2 separate regions of the Macaca mulatta genome follow, and region 1 is linked to region 2. Evidence: chromatin contacts called from public Hi-C data. All regions are on one chromosome and are shown on one strand. Each heading gives the region's core, a stretch centred on a gene start, on an enhancer-like site or on the middle of the called end of the contact. The rest is flanking DNA. Distances are from core to core; before and after follow the strand shown.

Evidence for each region. A called contact is a pair of places that touch in the nucleus more often than the background predicts.
Region 1: a Hi-C map of fetal cortical plate shows a contact between it and region 2, with 1.8 times the contacts expected there. The contact joins the promoter of SLC16A14 here to the promoter of FBXO36 in region 2. A contact is called at or near these places in 2 of 14 Hi-C or Micro-C datasets (fetal cortex germinal zone and fetal cortical plate).

Annotation. Positions count from the first base shown.
Region 1 is chr12:135,334,162-135,338,336 of T2T-MMU8v2.0, forward strand. SLC16A14 (solute carrier family 16 member 14) reads right to left here and starts at 1,864. Exons shown (of 5, transcript XM_077957764.1): 1 at 1,495-1,864.
Region 2 is chr12:135,187,369-135,191,509 of T2T-MMU8v2.0, forward strand. It overlaps FBXO36 (F-box protein 36), which reads left to right and starts at 1,800. Exons shown (of 4, transcript XM_015111300.3): 1 at 1,800-1,918. The coding sequence starts at 1,823. It overlaps TRIP12 (thyroid hormone receptor interactor 12), which reads right to left and starts at 2,769. Exons shown (of 42, transcript XM_077957735.1): 1 at 2,463-2,769.

The DNA.
Region 1 (4,175 bases), core at 614-3,113, 150 kb after region 2:
GTTACGCAGAGCGTGGTGGTAGCGGCTCTGCATCCCATGCAGGTGAGTGCGGGGTTCACCCTTAATTCGGCTCTGCAGGCACTTCCGCGCTCCCCACCTGGTGTGTACAGGGCATTTGGGGCCTTTAGAGGGCGCACTTGCAGCCAGCAGGCTGAAGAGGCTGCCGCGGAGAAGGCTGGGGAGCTGAGCTGGTGCAGAGACAGCCCAGGAGAAAAACAGAACCAAAAAAATCACACAGAATAAGGAGGACTCAACACATACATGCTTCTGGGTCACGGACTGTGCTTGGTGGCTTCTCCAACGCGATCCAGTCCAATTGGCATAAATGTCCCCATTTTACAGATGAAGAATCTGAGCCATCAAATGGGAGCAATGAAGCTTAGAGGGGTTAAACTAGCAGGCGGTGGAAACCAAATCGGAAATCAGGCCTGCAGGATCCCAAGCCTGTTTTACCTCCTCCCACCCCCAACACTCCCTCTCTCCCCTTTCCTCTTTCTCTCGTCTCTCTCTGTCTCACACACACAGACACAGCCGCACACGCACGCACACGCAAACAAAGAAGCCAGACAAGGCAAAGGAGAATCTCTCTAATCCCCAATAATGGCCCTCGGTCATCCTTGTTAATAAGCCCGAATCAATTTTTCCTCAGGCAAAACACGGCTTAATTGGAAAGCAGAGTTGAGCTCCTAAAACATCGTCATGGCCTTGGCAGCGTTTAGCCCCGAAATGGCCGTCCCCGGTCCCTCACCCCATTTCAGCCTCTCTTGAGGAGCCTCGATCAGAAGCGCTAAGGGGGCCCAGCCTCTGCGCGCCCTGGGCGTGGGATCGTGCCCGCGGGGTACGGCCTCCGCGCCCCACCCTCCGAGCTCCCTCCCCCACCCGCGCTTGGTGCTCCCCCTCCCTCGGCACCCCGAGATCAGTCCCCGCTTCGGGCACCCCGCATCCCTCGGCGCGTTCGGAAGCCAGCAGCCCCGCGGGGAAGCCGGGCAGGCTGCAGCACCACAGCCTGTGCAGAGAGGCATCCGCAACCCCCGATGTCTCTAGGCGCAGCCCGGGGTCCTCCGCTCTGCGCCTCATCACTGTCCAGTTCGAGTTCCAAACGGCCTGGAGAGCAGACGGGCAGCGAGGCTGGGCTCCGGGCAGAGAGCGCCTCTCCAGCCAGACGGGGGTGCCCTGGATGACGCTTGCGGGGTCCCGGCCGGCTTGAGCAGCAAGGCGCGCGTCCCCAAGCTCCGCCTGGCGGTCTGCCCTGAACCGCCGGTTACCCTGCCCGCCCGCAGTTCCCGAGCCCCCGCGGCGGCCTTTGCACTACCACCCGCCCCGGCACAGCCTCGCCCTCCACCGCCCGGGCAGCCTTTCCGGAGCCTGCCTTGGGCTGGGGCCGGCCCTTCCCGGAGGTTCCTGGGGTGCAGCGGCCATCCGAAACCAGGCTCCGATGCCCCCAGCGCCGCTCCATTCCCCAGGCCCACGGCGCGCGCGGCCTCGGATACTCACCGCCCGAGGCCCGCTGGGCTGCGGCCTCACTCGGCTCCACGCCCGGATCCTCGAACTTGCTGCTCTGCTTCGAGCCCCCTGAGCTGCTGGGTGTAGAGATTTGTTGCAATGTCGCCTATCATCCTGGAGATGCGGGTGCCTGCGGTTCAGCTCTCCGCCGGGCTCGGTGCGCTCTGTGCCGGGCTCCCGGGGTCTTCCGCCGCTCGCTGCCAGGCCAGATGAGCGTTTGGTGGAGCTGAAAGCTCGACGCCGCAGTCCAGGTGGCTTTAAAAAGGGTGCGTTTGGAGGTGCCCAAACCTAACCTGGGCTTCCTTCCAATCGGAGCAATTTCAAATCTTCATGCTCGTTCATTCCTATACCGGCTAATTCTGGTTTGGCAGGGAAAAAAAAATGTAGTCACCTCACATGCACACTCTTGTGGCCGGTTGAAGTTTATAGCTTTGGCTGAGTTTCCGCTAAGGCGCTGCACATTTATCACTGGAGGAAAGGTCCTGAAACCTAATCCAGGATGCAAGTGAGACTAGCAGTAGCCTCCATTTCTCTGAGATGCTAGAGAAGGGATGAAACAGACCCTTACTGCAATATTTTTGGCCAGAGAGGACTCAAAGTCCCTTACTCTCTCTCTTTTAGAGATATGGGTTTCACTACATTGCCAGGCTGGTCTCCAACACTTGGACTCAAGGGATCCTCTGACCTTGGCCTTCCAAAGTGCTGGGATCACAAGCTGAGCCACCGTGACCAGTCAGTCCCTCATTCTTGGTTCCACTCTGGGTCCCACCTCTCCTTGCTCTTTCTGCACGTCCATTACCTACTTTCGTGGGCACCAGGCACAACTTTATCTCAATGTCTCCCTACCTCATTCCCAGCAGGGCACACAACACAGTGCTTTACCTTGGACAGTTTTCTGTATTATTGAGGTGAATGCATGAGTCGATGAAGGCTGTGCTTTTTTTTTTCCACCTGAAGGTTTTGCAGTAGTTCTCTACTGCTGTTGTGATAAACTGCGATATTACTGTGATAAACAGAGTAATAGCAGACGAAAACCACACAAATTCACTATTTTATAGTTCTGGAGGTCAGAAGTTTGAAATGCGTCATACTGGGCTAAGATCATGGTGCTGGCACCTTGAAGGCTGTGTTCCTTCTTGTGGCTGTAGGGGAGAGCAACCAGCTTTTGCAGGCCGCCCACATTCCTTGGCTGGTGGCTCTTCCTCCATCTTCAAAGCTAGCACTGCTGCGTCATTCTGTCTTCTTTCCATACTCACATTGCCTTGTCTCCTCTTTTCTGCCCCCACCCCTTTCCACTTTTAAGGACCCTGGGGATTACATTGAGTCTAATGAGATAATCCAGATAATCTCTCTATTTTAAGGTCAGCTGATTAGCAACCTTAATTCCATCTGCAACCTTAATTCCCCTTTTGCCAGGTAAGGTAACAAATTCAGAGGTTCCAGGGATTAGGATGTGGACATCTTTGGGAGACCATTATTCTGCCAGCACAGATTTCCTTCTTTCTTCCTTTCCTTTTTCTTTTCTTCCTTCTTTTTCGTTTCTTCGAAAAAAAATGTCACATGTATTTCATATTGCCTTTTTGTTTGTTTGTTTGAGATAGGGTCTCACTCGGTCACCCAAGCTGGAATACAGTAGCATGATCACAGCTCACGGCAGCCTCAACCTCCTGGGCTCAGGTGATCCTCCCATCTCAGCCTCCTGAGTAGCTGGGACTACAGGTGCACGCCACCATCCCTGGCTAATTTTTTTGACTTTTTGTAGAGACGGAGTCTCATTATGTTGCCCAGGCTGGTCTTGACCTTTTGGACTCAAGTGATCTGGCTGCCTCAGCCTCCCAAAATGCTGGGATTACAGGCATGAGCCACTGCACCCAGCCTATATTGCTATTTCTTATATAAACTCTCTCTCTCTCTCTTTTTTTTTTTTTTTTTTTGAGATGGAATCTCATTCTGTCACCCAGGCTAGAGTGCAGTGGCAATCTTGGCTCACTACAACCTCTGCCTCCCAGGTTCAAGTGATTCTCCTGCCTCAGCCTCCTGAGTAGCTGGGGTTATAGGAGCGTGCCACCATGCCCAGCTAATCTTATATCAACTCTTGATTTAAAAATAATTGAGTCTGGGCACAGTGGCTCACGCCTGTAATCCCAGCACTTTGGGAGGCCAAGGCAGGTGGACCATTTGAGGCTAGGAGTTCAAGACCAGCTTGGCCAACATGGTGAAACCCCGTCTCTACTAAAAATACAAAAATTAGCTGGGTGTGGTGGCGCCTGCCTGTAATTCCAGCTGCTTGGGAGGCTAAGGCATGATAATGCTTGAATCTGGGAGGCGAGAATCGCTTGAACCTGGGAGGTGAGCTGAGATCGCGCCACTGCATTCTAGCCTGGGTGACAGGGTGAGACTCAGTCTCAAAAAGAAAAAAAAAAAAAAGATTAAAAAAATTTTAAGAAAATTGTGAGAAATTGTGGCCAAGTGAGGGCATTCTGATGAGGTACTAGGCTGCAGTGGCTTACATATCTTACTTTTGCTGATAAGAATATGGGCAACTGGATGGTTAGTGTTCCCTTGGGTGGTGCCTCTCATATCCACTCATTTCAAGCAGGCTTTTGACAGCAAGATTAGGGTTCCTGACAAGCACTTCAATTCCCGATGATCCATTTTGTTTGAAAAGAAGT
Region 2 (4,141 bases), core at 550-3,049:
CACCAGCAGTTCAAACGTGTGATTTCCCCCCATTTACATGTGCTTTTATGTTTTTCCGTATTTTTCCGTCTAAGAAACGAAGGATTTCTTATTCTGAGGAAGGGAAAGACGCTGAGGAAGACAGGATTTGAGGTTTTACTACCTTCGTTATTCGAACTCCCCTCCAACTTGTTCCTGTACTAGAAAACCCACTCACTATGGAGAAGGAAGGAGAGGGGCTGCACTGATGGACAAACGTTGTAATAGGTTTTATGTAATCCACATATAAATAAATTAATCGCCTGACTCGCTCTGAATGCTAATACGATTGGGGTGACAATTGGCCCACCTCCCTCCCCCAAGTCCTAGTTAAACCCACCTACCACCAATTTCCATTCTGATCTATTTAAAAGGATACTCTATTCCTCTCAGTCAAGTTTCTTGGCTTCTTTAGGCCTCCCTGCATGCCCCCCTCGTCATCATCCTCCCTCAGCCTCAACTTCCCACGGCTTAAAAAACTGCCCCGCGCAGACCCCGTCTCCGGGCTCGCCCTCCCTCAACCGTCCCTCGCCGTCCCCCTGGGCAGGAAACCCCTTACTGCGGTCTAAAGTCACTCCGGCCTCTCCCTCCTCTGACCCTCGCTTCCCACAACTGTTGTCACTCGAGCTGCTCCCTAGTTTCCATTTCCGGGCCGTCCACAGACCCGGAGCCTCCCCTTTCCCAATTTCCGGGCCCCTCGTCCCATTTCCGGGGAACCCTTGCCGTCTTCACACCCCCCACCTGCACTTCCGGCCCCCCACTTTCTCTCTTCCCAGACACCCTCCAAGCTCCAAAGCCCACTTCCGGCCCCTCTCGACCCCCGCCGAGCTCCCCAACACCCGCAAGCCTTACCCCGGTTCTCTGAAGGGCCCTTCTCATTGCGGGGAGCCGGAGGAGGGACCCAGCGACCCCTGCCTCCCGCCGGGCCCCGGTCCCTCCGGCCGCGGCGGCCCTCGAGCGTCTCTCCCGTCCACCCCCGGCCCGGTCCTTCCGCGGCTCCGCCGCCGCCGGCGCCGGGAGCAGGCCAAGCGGGGGCCGAATCGCGGCGATGACACAACCGGGCTTCCTGGGACTTTCTGTTCCAGCTCCTCCCCTCGCCCCCCCAAACCCTCAGCTGGCCCCCTCCCCCCAGGCTTGCCCCCGCCGCCCGGAGCTGCGCCCCAATTACCTAGTTAGGCCCCAAAGTCTCCGGTCCGGACTCGGTGGCGCGGCAGTAACTTCCACTAGCTCCCCCCACCCCCCCCAGCGGCGGCGGCAGCGGCGGCTCCGGGTTCCTTCAATTATCAGCTGAGCCGCAGCACCGCGCTCGGCGTGCGCCTCCGCCCGTGCCGCCTCCCTCCCCGCCCGCTCTGACACCCTCGGGGAACTACTTTGCCCTCGGGCTCTGGTTGACGGGCTCGTCCGCGGGACCGGCCCCGCTGCCTACTGGCGGCCCATCACATCGCCCCTCCCTCCCCTGCCTCCCGGCTCGACTCTCCCAGCAGCCTCCGATCTCCGCCCGATCCCTTCGAGGGACCAGGAAGGGGACTGTGGAGCTCCACTTGGTATCCCTCCGCCGGGATCACCCCCTCCCCTCCGTGGTAGCAGGAACTAATTCCCCTTCGGGTCACCCGGGACCTGGAGCTGGAAATTTCACGGATCAGGGTTCCCTGAGACCCTTGGAGAAGGGGAGAATCGCCCCAAGTTAGAAATCCTTCTGCCAGCTCATAAGCGTGGTTCAATTTAAACTAGGGTTTTGGCCCCTTGACCCCGACCAAGCCCCGCCCCTTCCTGGTTGTCTTAGCGACGGCGGTGGCGTCCCAAGATGGCGTCGAGGCTGCCGGAGACTCTGTTTGAAACTGTAGGACAAGGCCCGGCGCCCAGCAAAGACTATTACCAGTTACTGGTCACCCGGTCTCAGGCAAGTGCGAGCCCCGGTTTACCCTCTCTCCTAACTCCCTACCTGGCCCGGTTGGGGCCCGGGACCCAGGCTGTGCTAGGCCGAGAGCAGCCGTAGCCCGCCGGAAGCGCCCGGTCCCGGCTCCGCGCCGGGAGATTTTCCTCGTCACCTCGGCCTCCTCGGTCCGGCGGCCCGCGTGTCCCTGCTCTCCCCGAGCCCGGCTAGTCCCTGGCTAAGCCTTCTCTGCCTCCCCGCGGTGCCGCGCGCTCCTTTCCCGCCACCCCGGCTTCCTACCCGTAGAGTTCCCTCCGCGCGAAGAGGAAAACGGGCGTCCCAGGCTTGCGTGCGGCCTCACCTCAGCGTGAGAAGGAGGGAAAGAAAGACTCAACCAAGTGTCCCAAGGAGGAGCCGGCTAGGGAGGGGAAAAGGAGATTGCCTCTTTTCCAGGATAGGAATTAATCATGGAGAATTTTATAAATCTCTTTGTGGCCTTTACGCGTGCCATGGCCACATCAAAAGTTAGTTATTTCTAGTAGCAATTGACGATTGGGAGCTCTTCTCTTACCTTTTCGAGTCCCTTCTATCCCATTGAAAGTGTGCGGGTGGTGGTATAAAAATGTTTCAGCTGCTCTGCGCTTCAGCCCCACCCATAATGACATCTGCTCCACAACAATAAGACCGAGGATTATATTATCTCCAAAGTAACCATCGGCCTATTTTTATGCCTACTTTGGTTATTGAAGGTGGGCTTTTGGATGATTTACTGTGTCCATGAAATTCTCAACTTGAGCGGGGCCTCCATTGGGAAGACGTTTCTAATCCTGGCTGAGCTTATGCCTGTCACTGAGTTATTCATGCACCCTGCGCTTGCAATAGATACTATTCTATTCCTATAAAATGAAATTTAGAAGTTTGTATATATTTGTTTTGGTGTGCATATTGATCATTCCCTCGATTTTTCCAGGAGCCCTTAAACAAAATAGGTAATGAGTTAATTTTTTATATTTTTAAAAGCATCTTTTAAAATATAAATGTTAATATATTTTTTTAAGATTTAGAAATATTACAAATGTAATATTAGACTGTCCAAAAAAATTTTTTTTAAAAACAGTACTGCTCCTTGCGGAGCAGGGCTAATTCCTAGGCAGTGGGCCCAGAGTCAGCCTCAAATTTTTAATTAAACTGTTTTTAGGGGTTTTTGCTCATTTGGTGATTTATGAAATACTGAAAGTCATCCTTTTTTGTACATTTTTTTTTTTTTTTGAGACCGAGTCTCGCTCTGTCGCCAGGCTGGAGTGCAGTGGCGCGATCTCAGCTCACTGCGACCTTGTTTCACCATGCTGGCCAGGATGGTCTCGATCTCTTGACCTCGTGATCCGCCTGCCTCGGCCTCCCACAGTGCTGGGATTACAGGCATGAGCCACCGCTCCCGGCTTCATACCTTTTTTAAACGGATTATTGATTTTTCCATTGGCTTTAAGATTTATTTGTTTATTTATTTATCAAGAGGGAGTCTCCCTCTGTTGCCCTGGCTGGAGTGCAGTGGCGCAAACTCAGCTCACTGCAACCTCTGCCTCCTGGGTTCAAGCGATTCTCCTGCCTCAGCCTCCTGAGTAGCTGGCTTGTGCCAGCACAGAATTACAGGCGTGTGCCACCACACCCAGCTAATTTTTGTGTTTTTAGTAGAGACAGGGTTTTGCCATGTTGGCCAGGCTGGTCTCAAACTCCTGACCTCCAGTGATCCACCGGCCTCAGCCTCCCAAAGTGCTGGGATTACAGGTGCCGACCACCACGCCTGTCCAATTTTTTGTGTGTTTTTAGTAGAGACGGGGTTTTGCCATGTTGGCCAGGCTGGTCTCCAACTACTGACATCAGGTGATCCAGCAGCCTCGGCCTCACAAAGTGCTGGGATTATAGACTTGAGCCACCGCGCCTGGCCAGCTTTAAGATTTATGATCCTGACATTTCTTCACTTCCTAACATGAGTGGTCAAAAATATAATCTGTTCTAATCTTACGTGATTTTCTATTTTCATCTACCTCAAGTAAGTTAGAATGTTTTAATTTTCACTCTACAGCCTTTAAAACTTTGTCTTTTTTAGCATTTTCTTTCCTTTGAGGGTCTGGTATTTTACAAGCATGCTTCATTTCTCTCATTTGTAAGACTCAACAGGCTGAATATCTGTTTACCTTTTTATTTTAGTAAATTATCCTTAGGAGTGCTCCTGGCATTCGGCTTCCTAAA